Linked DNA regions of Mus musculus: regions 1, 2 and 3 are each linked to region 4. The links are chromatin contacts, called in public Hi-C, HiChIP or PLAC-seq and promoter capture Hi-C maps. All regions are on one chromosome and are shown on one strand. The core of a region is the stretch at or near the end of the contact, and the rest is flanking DNA. Distances in the headings are between cores, read along the strand shown.

The links. Promoter capture Hi-C pulls out the DNA fragments that hold promoters and counts their contacts. Hi-C and Micro-C count contacts between places; a contact is called where the count stands out from the background. HiChIP or PLAC-seq counts read pairs in DNA pulled down with a chosen protein or histone mark.
Region 1: a promoter capture Hi-C map of pre-B cells shows a contact between it and region 4, with 7 times the contacts expected there. The contact joins the enhancer-like site here to the promoter of 2310057M21Rik in region 4. A contact is called at or near these places in 16 of 39 promoter capture datasets (the 3T3-L1 cell line, 3T3-L1-derived adipocytes, the C10 cell line and 11 more), 1 of 15 datasets of contacts at CTCF or cohesin (pro-B cells), 4 of 484 Hi-C or Micro-C datasets (the G1E-ER4 cell line, adipose-derived mesenchymal stem cells, pre-B cells and 1 more), 2 of 115 datasets of contacts at active chromatin or transcription factors (astrocytes and stem cell-derived neural progenitor cells) and 2 of 9 other capture datasets (adipose tissue and liver).
Region 2: a contact with region 4 is called in a Hi-C map of B cells, with 6 read pairs. The contact joins the enhancer-like site here to the promoter of 2310057M21Rik in region 4. A contact is called at or near these places in 4 of 39 promoter capture datasets (the C10 cell line, hippocampal neurons, liver and 1 more), 1 of 484 Hi-C or Micro-C datasets (B cells), 2 of 115 datasets of contacts at active chromatin or transcription factors (embryonic stem cells and large pre-B cells) and 2 of 9 other capture datasets (adipose tissue and liver).
Region 3: an H3K27ac HiChIP or PLAC-seq map of extraembryonic endoderm stem cells shows a contact between it and region 4, with 7 times the contacts expected there. The contact joins the promoter of Nkx1-2 here to the promoter of 2310057M21Rik in region 4. A contact is called at or near these places in 5 of 39 promoter capture datasets (cranial neural crest, hematopoietic stem and progenitor cells, maxillary cranial neural crest and 2 more), 1 of 484 Hi-C or Micro-C datasets (B cells), 3 of 115 datasets of contacts at active chromatin or transcription factors (astrocytes, extraembryonic endoderm stem cells and large pre-B cells) and 2 of 9 other capture datasets (adipose tissue and embryonic stem cells).

The regions. Positions count from the first base shown.
Region 1 is chr7:132,552,730-132,555,924 of GRCm38.p6, reverse strand. No RefSeq gene overlaps it. Among named protein-coding and RNA genes, the nearest start is that of Gm35249, 16 kb to the right of the region's middle. Within about 2 kb of position 1,749, at least 5 of the 459 cell types and tissues checked have an H3K27ac peak or open chromatin away from gene starts, as enhancers often do.
Region 2 is chr7:132,473,985-132,476,990 of GRCm38.p6, reverse strand. No RefSeq gene overlaps it. Among named protein-coding and RNA genes, the nearest start is that of Gm35147, 9.7 kb to the right of the region's middle. Within about 2 kb of position 1,715, at least 51 of the 459 cell types and tissues checked have an H3K27ac peak or open chromatin away from gene starts, as enhancers often do. A contact at or near this core is called in B cells, where this site is marked.
Region 3 is chr7:132,598,013-132,601,259 of GRCm38.p6, reverse strand. Nkx1-2 (NK1 homeobox 2) reads left to right here and starts at 1,623. Exons shown (of 2, transcript NM_009123.2): 1 at 1,623-1,947. The coding sequence starts at 1,734.
Region 4 is chr7:131,361,198-131,364,294 of GRCm38.p6, reverse strand. 2310057M21Rik (RIKEN cDNA 2310057M21 gene) reads left to right here and starts at 1,569. Exons shown (of 6, transcript NM_026655.4): 1 at 1,569-1,787; 2 at 2,359-2,562. The coding sequence starts at 1,624.

The sequences.
Region 1 (3,195 bases), core at 500-2,999, 1.2 Mb before region 4:
GGAAAGATCCATTGTAATGGCCTATATTTGTAAAATTCATTGACTAAAACAGTCTCATGTAGCCCAGGTTGGCTTCAGACTTGCTGTGTACACCAGGATGGTCTTGGGCATCTGACCCTTCTGTCTCTCTCTACCCTGATGTGGTTCTGGGGATGGAAGCCCAGGCTTTTGTGTGTGTTTCATAAATAGTACTGACTGAGCCTCCGATCTACACTTTGATAGGCTTTACACTTTGTCTAAAGTCTTTAGGAGAGGCAGCTCCTCCTGTCTGAGTGATTGGCAGGAACATTTACTGAGGAAGTGGACAGCAGTATGTCCTGTTCCTTACCAGAAAGCCTCTGGCCACACAGAAGTCTTATGGCCTTCTTGGTAGTTTAGAATGTTAGGTTGCCACTTACAGATAGATATGACTCAGATCTTTCGAGCTTTAAGCAGAATCCTGCAGAATCCTTCACCTTCCCGTCTTACAAGCTGCCGACTATGGAAGGGTCCACCCCCCCATAACTCTCAAGCCTGCTGACATCCAGTTAGCTCTAGTGGATAGTCCTAGTGACTCCATTACCTCTCTACCTTCTCACTGAGGACTAACTAGCTACCTGTAGCCATGATAAAAAAGCAAAACAAAACAAAACATGATCAAGAACTAAGAAAGTTTACTTTGGCTTACATTTCCAAAGAACGCAGAGCCATTGTTAGGAAGGACTAGCAGCAGAGCCAGAACAAGGGGCTGAGAGAGCACATGTTGTTGTTGTTTCATGAGACAGGGTCTGGAACTCATGCTGTAGACCAGGCTGGCCTTGAATTCCTGCCTCTGCCTCCTGAGTGCTGGGATTAAGGATATGTGCCACTGTCTCTTTAACTTGGAGCATGAAGCAGGGAGTAAAATGAAGTGAGCTGAGGTTCTCAAATCCTGTCCCCAACAACATACTTCCCCCAGCAAGGTTGTACCTCCCTATAACCTCTCCGAGCAGTACTACCAACTGGGGACCTAGTGTCAAATGCCTGAGTCTGTGGGGGTCAATTTTCATTTCCGTCACCGCAAGTAGAGAAGAAATGTCCACCTAGAAGGTAGGGGCATCTACTTACACACCATTCCCTTCACTCTGTGGACGTTTGTTTTGGATTCTCACCTCCCAGAGTATCTCATCAAAATCAGTCATGGCTTACATGACAACATTGAGGTTGGATGAGGACCTCTGGTTTTCCTAAAATAATGCGCCAGATGAAACCAGCATTGGTGTCAAGGGCCTTGGAGCATCCCCAATGTGTGGGCACACACTTCCTACAGGAATACCAACTTCTTGGTCCTTGATACAGTCACCGGACCTCTCATCCCATCTCTCTGTTACATTGCAATCTCTGGAGCTGGGACCTCGGTGTCAGGATAGCATATATCCACAGGGGATTGTAAGAGTTAAACCTTTCGTGGGTGGGTGTTTAAGTATAAAATTCAAGGTGTCATCCATTCAGTCATGCCAGGCTCTGAGCTGCCATTAATGGGCCACTGGGGAGGGAGGCTCACAGACCTTATGGGGCTTTTTAGTAGGCATATTTATTGGAAAAAATGTTTATGAAGTTCTGCTTGGCTGGCCCCGAGGATTGGCACTGGTTCAGAGAAACTGCTTTTATCAAGCAGTCTGTGCTAGGCACTGTTCCAAATATGTTAATGTTTGTCACAGGTGCGGTTACCTCCAATTACAGATGGGGAAAGCAAGGTTTTGGAAAGGATATTTGCCTGACTCACTTAAATAGGTAGCAGTAATGCCCAGGGCAGGCAGGACTAGGCTCTGAGGAGGCAAGGGCATTCTAGGTGTCCCTGGGGCTGGAGGTTGGCACTACCACCCCTTTGTTTCCGGAGCATGGCTGAGATGCCCCTCGTGTATGTAAAAGCATTTCAATTCATTTCTAGTTTGGGGAAGAGATTCTTTAAAATGCCAGTGGGAGCCATTGTGGTGAATAATAAATACACAATAGCAACTTACTCCTGTGAGGAAAAACTCAAGTCATGCTAGGACTTCTTCCATGGTTCCATGAGTGTAGAGTAGCTTGCTTCAGAGCTTTATTAGCTTCCTACCTCAACCTTTATTTTTATTAACTTGCAAAGGATGCTCACCCCTTTGCATCAACCTGTTCCTTTTTTTCTTTTTTCTTTTCTTTTCTTTTCTTTTCTTTTCTTTTTTTTTTCTTTTTTTTTTTTTTTTTGTTTTTTTCGAGACAGGGTTTCTCTGTGTAGTCCTGGCTGTCCTGGAACTCACTATGTAGACCAGGCTGGCCTCGAACTCAGAAATCCACCTGCCTCTGCCTCTCAAGTGCTGGGATTAAAGGCGTGCGCCACCACACCTGGCTCAACCTGTTCCTTTTAAATGTTCATGAAACATCTGGTCTTTATAAGTTGCATCAGGGTGGGTAAGGATAAGACCTTAGGTGGAGGGCAACATAAGGGGAAAAGGGTTTCCCAGAAGAAACCAAGCAAGATTAAGAGAGCAGGTGTATAAAAGAGATCACAAGTGTGTGTGTGTGTGTGTGTGTGTGTGTGTATGTGTGCGTGCACGCACACATGCCTCTGTATGCACATGTGTGTGCACAGTTGCATGCAGGAGTTTCCAGACCATGACAGATAGAGAGCCTGCAATGGAAGTCCATGTAGCTGTGTCATGCTCTTCTGGTGTCTTTCATGAGAGGAGCTCTGAGACTCCTCTCATGGGGATGTGGACACCTTTTTATGGTCTGCTCTTAATGCAGGTAAGGGGTTTTCACCCTCCCTGTGCTTGGGTGGACACCAGCCATGCTTATCCTAAGAAAAGTTATTTTTATTTTATATGTATATGTGCGTATGCCTGAGCGTATGTTTATGCACCACATGCGTGTCGGTACTTCAGGAGGCAAATAGAGGGTGTTGGGTCTTCCTGGAGTAACAGGAGATTGTGAGTTGCCCTCTGTGTGTGCTGGGAACTGAACCCAGGTTTTTTGCAGAGTAGCATGCCCTAAACGCTGTAGTTTTACAGTGTCATTATCTGAACCCTAAGAGCAGAACTTGGGTTAAAGTGGTTCAGCCTAAGCACTGACAGTTTGTCCTAGATGACAGCTTGTCCTAGATGACAGCTCGTCATATAAACTGGCGACATCACACTTGGAAACCTGCTGATCACGGTAGGATCCCCCCAGGCTAGCAGGTGGTAGGTGAGGGGTTACTAA
Region 2 (3,006 bases), core at 466-2,965, 1.1 Mb before region 4:
TGGGGAGGTTTTATAAGGAACCCAGGCTATGAGCTGGGCCTTACTCCTATAGGTTCTGATTTGATAGACTTGAGCTGGGGAAAGGTAGTGCCTTGGAAGTTTCTCAGGCGGTTGGTATGTGTGACACTGCAGGGGCCACTGGTCTATAGCACTGCCTCTTAGCCTCAGCTACATAGAACCCTCTGCGGGAGATTTGAGAGTTTTGATGTCTAAGGCAGTCCCTATGCTGTGAGTCAGACTGTTACATTTTGGCACCTTGTCACCAGTATATGTGAAATATTTCCAACTGAGCCTGGAGAGATGGATCAGCAATTAAGAGAACATATTGCTTATCAGAAGATCTGGATCTGGTTCCCAGCACCCATATGTTGACTTACAACCATCTGTAACTACAGTTCCAGGGGACCCAGTGTCATCTCCTGGCCTCTGTGGGCACTGCATGCATGCAGTGCATGTACATACATTCAGACAACCATACACATGTATAAAAATAAACCCTCCTTTACAACCAAAATTTTAGAGCAAAAATCCTGCTTCCTGCGGTCCCAATAGCTGACTCTTCTACCTATGGCAATATGCCAATTACAGAGATCACAACAGCCAGAAACAGGGAGGAAGGAGGCTTACTCAGTGTGGCCACATGGGGACAAATATTAAAGGGGTCAACTGATCCCTGACATGAACTGTGGGCTCTTTGTTGGCAGATAGCTGCGAGGAGAGCCGGTCTCTCTGGGTCTGAATGGGATGGTGAGTGGTGTCCCAAGAGGAACCACACCGGGCTGGGAATCTTGTCGAAGCAGGGACTCGATTTAATGTGGCAGCAATTTGCTTATATAGGCAGGGCAAGGAGGTGGGGATAGGGGTATGGGGTGAGATGACGTATGGGGAGGTGTGAGATGATGAAGGATATGGGGTGACTTCACAGGGCCTATGAAAATTTTAGACATTAGTGGTGGCTAGGCAGAGGCAATTTCATCTATGCCATGTTGAGTCATTTTCAAGTGGAGGTGAATGACTGTTCTCGAAAATCAAACTAGGCTCAGGTTTGTCTTCAAGGCCCAAACAGAGGCCAAGTAGGGCCCAACAATGAACCTTGGATATTTGTAGAGCCAGGCAGGCAAGAGGTCCAAAGAATTAAGCATTTCTGGCCGGTGGGATCTGCTTGGTTCTGGTGTCTCAAGGTGGCCTGGAGAAGTCTGTCACTGCTTGGGGCTGAGGTTGGGGCTCTCCACTTGTCATGAGATAATGCCTTCTGCTCCACAGCCCAGCCTTGCCTGCTTTGACAATTGCCCCTGTTTGGGAGGAGTCTGTCTTGCAGGTTCCCCATTGCTTGGTGTTGTTTCAGTTGCCTGCTACAGATGTGCTTTGCAACGAGTCCTTTTGCTCCTGGAATCCAAGGTGACTGGAAAGGACAGGTGAAGGAGGCAAGCAACCGAGCCAAAGAGAGCCAGGATGGGGTTAGCTAGGACAGTGACCAAGATTCCATCACACCACCAAGATTAAGACCCACACCTGTGTTGTGCTCATACGTGGATAGGAGGCTGGCACCACAGAGGCTGTGACATGGCAGCTGGGTTTTGAAGGGTGAACATGAGTTTTCTAGGGTTCCTTTGAAAGAAGAAGGAGTACTTCAGGCTAGGAAACTAGCCTACACAGGGCATGAGCAGGAGGGCATGGAGGATTTTGTATGTAATGTGGCTGGGGCGGAGGCAGAGGGCGCTATAGGAACAGTAACCAATGCTGCCCCTCCCGTGGTTAAAGCTTATGTCCTGCTTTGGTAAGTGGCTGTGGGTTCCAGAGCTTCTTAATTTGCTGATGCTCTGAACCTCCCTATTGGTGATGGATGGCATGGAAGGACAGGGCTGGAGGAAGACAGATCGACATGAGTTTGTTTTTCCAGCCTTTGGGCTAGGACCAAGTCTTCTGGGAGACAAGTAGCTGACCCGAGGAAGCAGTCAGGAGGGCAAAGGCTGCATGGCACCTCTGAGGCACCTCTGAGCTGATGGGTGGCTCAGAAATATGTCCACACAGTCTTTGACACTTCCTAATAAGATGCAGTGTTGATGTCTGCTCCCCTCGGATTTGGGCCAGCTCCTTCAGGACAAACTGCTGCAGAAGCAATAATTGTCAGAGGCTACGCCCTGGGTCAATCAGGACACTCCACTTTGACACTCAAAGAAAGAGAGTTGTGCCCATGTGGCTGCAGGCTGGACAGAGCCAGGCTGCAGGAAGGCCTTATACTCATACCCAGGGGATTCACTAAGGCCCTCACTGACAGCAACAGATTAGATGACTCTAGATGCCAGTTTTGGGGTCCCACCAACTGGGGCCCCTACACTGTGGGGTAGCAATGAGCTGTCCAGCTCTGCCTTGTCTAGATTTCTGGCCTGCAAGATATGATCCATAACTCAGAGAACAGCTGCTCTGGACCTTTTGGTGGAAGTTGAATGTCTATAGGGAAAGTTCCTGGGACAAGTGGTCCAAGGGACTTGATGGCCTCTTAGACACAAGAATGAGGAAGAAAGGGCATGAGAGATGTCCCTATGTGACCAGCTTCTCATTGGATGCTATCTGGAGAGAAGGGATGGAGGGGAACCAGACAGGGACTCAGTCAGATAGGTTCCCTGCTGACTGCTCCCCAGAGAGCCCTGAGCTGCCTTTGACAGTTTATAGCAGTTCCTGCTGAGTGGGGTTCTTGCCTGGTTCTTCTTAGCCTTACTGGGTCCTGGATCTCAGGCCTCTGCCTGGCCACAAACTCCCAGACCTTCTGACATTAGCAGAGGGCATGAAGGCCCTGTTCCCTATTATGTTTTGGTGCTCCTAAGTGATTAGATTCCCTCCCCACAGTAGCCTCCTCCTGTCAGGGTTTAGTTCCTCTGGCTATGAGACCCCAGGGCTGTAGATCTGGCATTAGAGAATTGGGGGTACAGGCTACAAGAGTGATTTGGAACTGCCTGCTGTGCTGTGACCCAGGATCATCTTGTAGGGTGGGGCTTAGGGAGGGTG
Region 3 (3,247 bases), core at 374-2,873, 1.2 Mb before region 4:
TTGTCTTTTCCCTGAGTTTCACAAAGCGCGCATTCCCTTGGCAAGGGTGGGGGTCGGGGGTTGGGGGTTCTGGTGGGCTTGGTCTGGGCACTTCCTTCCCTTAGCTTTAAAAGCTCATTCCGTCTTTACTTTAGGTCTGGAGCTGGCTTGAATTTCGGCAAGGCTTTAAAGTCGGCAGGGAATATGGTGGCCACCCCTGGGAGGGGCTGAAAGGTTTGAATGAGAAAAGCTACAAGGAGCAAGCCCCCAAGGACACCTCTTTAATAACAGATTGGATGAGCAGCTCCCAGCACTTTAGTGAGGAGTCCCCTCCTCTTCCTACTTCTTACCTGCTTAGACAATATTAATTGTCAAGACATTGTCTGGGAACCACATGGGGCAAAGAAGAAAGAAGTGGCGGGGGGGGGGGGGGGTTCCAAGGCGGTTCTGTGCAGAGGGGCTAATGCTTCAGAATTTGTCGCTGAAATGAATGCCTTAAAAAAAAAAAAAGGAATATCACCGTGGGTGTGGCTATGCAGACTTTCCCTCACTGCTAATGCCGGCTGTCCTCCCTGGAGACTTGGGGGGCAGATGGGGCCATTTTAATCGGCTCTCATCTCTGGTCTTAAATTCAAACCACTAGGCATCTTTTAACCTTTTCCTTCTTCACGCTGGGAAAGGAACCCAGAGAGTCAATTTCTGATGTTAATGATAGAATCTGTGACTGAGAAGTCCTGACAGGCAATGAAAATGGTATCCGAGGAGGGATACTCACCTTTAGCCAAGCCACCTAGCCCTAAGCCTTCAGCTCTCTGGGCAGGCGTATTTCCATAGACCCCTTTTGACCAGGCCCTGCTGGTCTTCCGAGTGGAAAGAAAAAACTCCCCTCCAAGAAGGTTCCCCCCCCCCCCCCGCACACACACACATATCCTAAGCCATCAGGATGACCTGAAAAACCTTGGCCCAGTCCAGACTCTTGTCATCTGTAGCGCCACCGCTCATCTTTGAACCTCATTTTCCTTCTGTTTGAAACCACAGACTGTGGTTCCCAGGCCACACCCACCTCACAGGGGGGAATGCCTAGAAAATCAAAAGAGAGTGAGAAAGCCCCAGGGCTTTATAAACTGTAAATGCACAGAGGCTTTAAAATTTTTACGTAAATGTGCCCGAAGCCTTTACTGTGGTTCAGGGATGGGGCTTGAGATGCACCGTGCATCATGGCGAAGCAATCAGGTCTGGCCTCTGTGGCATCGCCAGGTCAAAGGAAGATGGCAAGTGCCCCAAGAGAAATAAGTAAACTTCAGTCAGGTGAATGTGTGTGCAGATGAGGTAGCGGAGATGGAATCCTCCCTCACGCCCTTCACGAGTCTCCGCAGCATGGAAAGATTTTCACACAGCATGCCACGGTGACCCGGCGAACCGGGAGCGCGCATTGGCGCGCGAGGGTCCCTCTAGTCAGCGCTCCCTCCCCCCTCCGGCTGCCCAGGATAGTCTCGTGGAGGCTGCAAGCGCTCACTGCACGTGGAAGGGGTCTGGCCAGCTCAAGTGCCAATCCTCAAGCAGCCCCCCCCCCCGCCCCCTTCCCCGCTTCTCTCCTCCCGCCCCGCCTCCTTGCCCCCCTCTACAGCTTCACTTGGCGGGGAAATTCCAGTTCGCGGCTGGAGAGCTGTGGCCAAACCACTGCAGAAGACAGCGGCTGAGCGCATCCAGCCCCGACCCCAGTACGGCTGGCCTCGGGCCCGCGGGAGGCGGGCATGTTGGCATGGCAGGACGTCGGGGCCAAGGCGGCCCCCTCTCACCACAAGATCTCCTTCTCTGTCTTGGACATCTTGGATCCGCAAAAATTCACGCGAGCTGCCCTCCCGCCGGTGCGTCTCGCTGCCCTGGAAGCCAAGAAAAGTTTAGAAGAGGTGGAAGCAGGGCAAGATGCTTGTTCGGGGAATCCAATCGGGTCACAGGAGACCCCTGGTAAGAATGTGAGGCGGTTTTAAGCCTAAGTGGTGTGTGTGTGTGTGTGTGTGTGTGTGTGTGTGTGTGTGTAGTAGTCAAGGTTTATTGGTAGCCTGGGAACTAGAAAAGGTGATCCCGCGCAGGTGCGAAGCGAGCCATCCCTACTTGGAAGAGGACAGAGGTAGGGACGTGGCTGAGATTGCCAGGACCAGTGTGTGCTTTTTTCCTGAACACCTGCTCAGTGAATGAGCGCCACAACTCTGACTGGCTCACATAAACTACAGCTCAGGCTCACTGATCTAATGGAAGTGTATTGTGCTCTCCACGTGCTAGAACCTGGGCGAGGAGCTTGGGATAAAGGTTATGAAAATACCTTCCAACTATGTAGTGTCATTAACACCACTCCCATTTTATGTATGGGGCAACCGAGGCTCGGGCCTTCCCCGGATTAGGTGCTTTTTTTTCAACCACTCGGAAACATCTTTAGAGCCCATGCTCTTTCCCGGACTCAACAGGGGACGCCCCCACCCCCAATAGCTTTTGGTGTTCTCTTCTAGACCTTTCCCCCTTATCCCTGAAGTTGGTGGACACAAAAGAAAGGGTTCCGGAAAGTTTGTGGCTGGAAGAACTTAAGATAGCAGGATTCATGCTTAGTGGGACATGAGCATGGGATTGATTATCTGGGGAGACGCTGAAGGTCTAGGGATTCAGGTCCCAGGGAGGGCTGTATATAGCACAGCCCCTCCTCCTCCTTCCTAAGTTTGGAGGTGATTGTCTGGGGCCCCCGGAAGCCTCTGGTGGCCTGGCTTGGGTCCCGGCCGCGGGCCTGGATTAATTGTTTGGATGGTCTCTCTGTGGGGCCGCGCTCCCCTCCCCCTAACTCCTTGATCGATATTCTATTACTGGCGCCTGCATATCTCCTGCCCGCAGCTTGCAGGTACTGACTTCAAACCCCCTTTCCCTGTCTGATCCTAATATTGTTCGATTAAAACTTACCTTTAATAGATGACATCTATCGATCAGGCCCCGGACAAATCTGAAACTCTATTAACACTACTGGAGAGAGAAGATGGGAAAGGGGGAATTTCTCTTTTTTGGGGGGATGGGGGTTTAATAACTTCTTTTTTAATTGCTAGGAGTTGCACAGCAACATAGGCTCCTAGGGACTAGAGAGATGCACTAGTAAACGCACTTGACATTCCCTATCATAATGCACAGCCGACTTTGCTCTTCCCGGTTTGATAAAGTCACTATACTTTCTTGAAACGGGGTGTCATCCAACATGTACTTCTTGTGTGCCTACTTACTGGCAGATTTG
Region 4 (3,097 bases), core at 320-2,819:
CTCCTCCAGCTAACTGTTCTTCTAAGTTGCTCATTTGTTCAGAACCCTCCTTGGTGGCTGGCTAACAGCTCATCTTAGCTTCTGTTAAAACTGCTTACTCCGTAGTGCTCTGATGCAGCAGCCAAGGGAGATGCCTTCGCTTTAAGGTCTCTTAAAATCCCATGTTCTGGACACTCAGGGGCTATACCTAGAATAAAGACTTTCAATTGGTTGTGCACTCTGAGGGGGCTCCCCATACTAAACAGAACAAGAATGATGACCACTTAGAATGTGGGGAATTTCTTTTAAAAATATAAATTGAGCCTTTTAGAATTAAAGGTTACTGTTTCTAGATTTTGTTTATACTGAATCTCTGATTTCTCTTTCAAACTTGATGAACACATTATACATACACTCTGGTGACTGTCTATAGAATTCAATCATCTTTTTCTTGATGACATAAACACGTTTTTTGAACAGGGGTACACATACAGACTAAAATGAAAATTAAAGCAAAACGTTTTTTCTGAGCGATGAACAAAAAGTTCTGGGACAAAACTAGGTTATGGCTGAACAAAACTTCCCCAGAAATTATATATAAGGCCTCAAGCACAACTTTAAAATTCAGGTACTCCACATTTCTGTAAACAAATTTCTCCCCTCGCCTCAATAGATGTTTAAATTATCTACACAACCCACTTCAGGAAGATAATGGGGGTGGGTATGGGGTGGAACGACAGCCGATACCTAGCTTTCTTTCCAATGAGTATAAAGTTTCAAGTCCCACTTGTCACCACAGAAAGTTTGACCGTACAATGTACTTCTGAAGGGACCAAGGCCCATTGCCAGTTTTTGTCAAGGTTATGAGTGAGAAACCTTAAGTCGCAGCTTTGAGCCTCTTGGACATTTTTAACCTTGAGAATTCTGTCATTTAGGACGTGCAAGCACGCTCCACCGGGTTCCTGAGGCTCGGAAGCCGGGTCTTAGTGGGTTCAGTGTTTAGTGCCTTCGGCCACTCAGCATTATTCTGCAATGCTAAGCGCCGCGCTCCACTCTACAGCCCACGGAGGTGACCTGAGCAGTGAAACAACGCGATCAGCCGTGGTCGCACTGCTTCAAAAGCAGCCTGCATGGCCTTCACTCCACGGGCTGGCGCAGGAAGGGTCCCCGGAGTCCTCTTCCGAGGACCTCGGATTGGGAGCTGGCTTTACAGGCTGCTTGAGCCAAGGAGACCGCACCTATCTGCTTTGGTACCACCCTCAGGGTGCCGACACCGCCCAGGCGCCACCCCACCTCCCACCCTAAAGCGTCGCTGCTTTGCCAACGTGGAAATAAACCCCTGGGTTCCCGCGCGCAGAGCACTGCGCATGCGCGCGGCACCTGCCCCAGGAGCGGAGGAATTCCGCGCACGAGCCAACCCCTGGCTCTTTTCCGCGGAGATTTTAAACCAACTTCTGGAAGGGAGACGAACACGCATGCGCACGTGTGGTGGTTGGGTCCCGGGATGGGAAGGGTTGGAGTGGGATGGGGTGGGGTCGGGGGAAGAACCGGAAGTTGTGCTGAACCTTCACCTCCCCTGGGCACTGAAGGAAACGCAAGCTCTGCGAGAGAGGTTCCGACGCCGCCTGGGTTGGAGGAGACAGAATGGAGACCGCGATCGAAGACGCGGGACTGGACCGCGGCCCGACGCTGACCTCGTCCTGGGATGCGGCGTGCGGGGCGCTGACCCAAAGCCTTTTTCTTACCCGGACTGGGCCACGTGCCCAAGACTTGGACTTCGAGCAGCTACTGGAGCCGCCAGCTCCGAGGTGCGCCGGGCCAGGGCCGGGGTCGGGTGACAGTCACGCTGCTGAGGAGCCGGGAGGAGGACGGGAGCCGAGACGGGCGAGGGAGCCGAGCGAGGCCGCGGGGACGGCATGGGGGAGAGCGGTGGTGCCTGGAGGTGGGCGAGGCTGCGGGCAAAGGGTGCGCGCTGGGCCGGAGAGGCCGGGAAACTCGTGTTCAAGATGCCCTCCTGTTACAATCCTCCTCGCCCCCCACCCGCGAACGCCCCCAGTCTTCTATTTGGGGGGAACAAGAACCACGGCGTCTTGGAAAAAGACACATGGTTGTTTTAACATTCAGTAAACGCTTTTAATTGACTGCGAATGAATTAGATAGTTGAATAGGCTGTCCACGGTCTAGGAAAAGTGGACGGGAATGAATGCCCTGACGCCTCAAACCTCTGTTCCTTATTAATTCTGTGAGAAGTATCTGTGGGTGATGGGGAAGGTTCTTGGTTCTCATGGCAAGTAGAGGTGAGTTTGAAAGGATTAATGGGTTATGCTTCTACTCGGAAAACTTATCTCTGTGATTTTTTTTTTTCAATTTTCTTCTCAGCCAGGATCCGGTTAGTCTGAAAAGCAGCCTGAGCCCCCGAGATGAAAACCCCTGCTTCATTTACCTGAACTGTGGCCCTAATGGGGGTGAAGAAATCCTTTCGGTTGGCGTTCTGAGTTCAGCAAGAAACATGGAAGTATACTTAGGAGAGGAGTATTGTGGAACCAGTCGAGGCAAGACTGCCTGCACTGTCCTGGATGACAGGTTTGTGACTTGTCTAGATGAAAGTGTTCATATGAATCAGTGTCTTTATTCTCAGCTCGTAATGTTTGTGGATTTTCTGAGACTGACAGGACAGGAGTCATTAGGGAAGAGAAGTTAAAAACATGCCAATAGACATAGGTTAGACCACTAAGCCTTCCAACGGCAGGGTTGATGAGCAAGCTTAAAAATATGGAGATTTCGGGCTAGTTAACTGGAAGTGAGTTGGCGGGTCACTGGTAATTAGTGGAAGAGCTTTATTAGAATGCAGTCCAGGTAAGCATTCTTGTTCTCACGTATCTCAGCAGGATCTGTTTAACAACCATTAGACATTCTGAAACTGACTCTCTTCCCTTCTAGAAGGCTCCTTGTGATTGATATATCAAACTAAGACTGTCACGGCAGCCTATTTACTGACCTATTAAAAGATGGACAGTTTGTGATTTTTTTTTCCCCCCAGTCTTGTACAGGGTTCTGCCCAGATCTGTCCTGAACATAATGCATGCTCTAGGTCCTGCCTGTGTTGGAAAGAATAGTA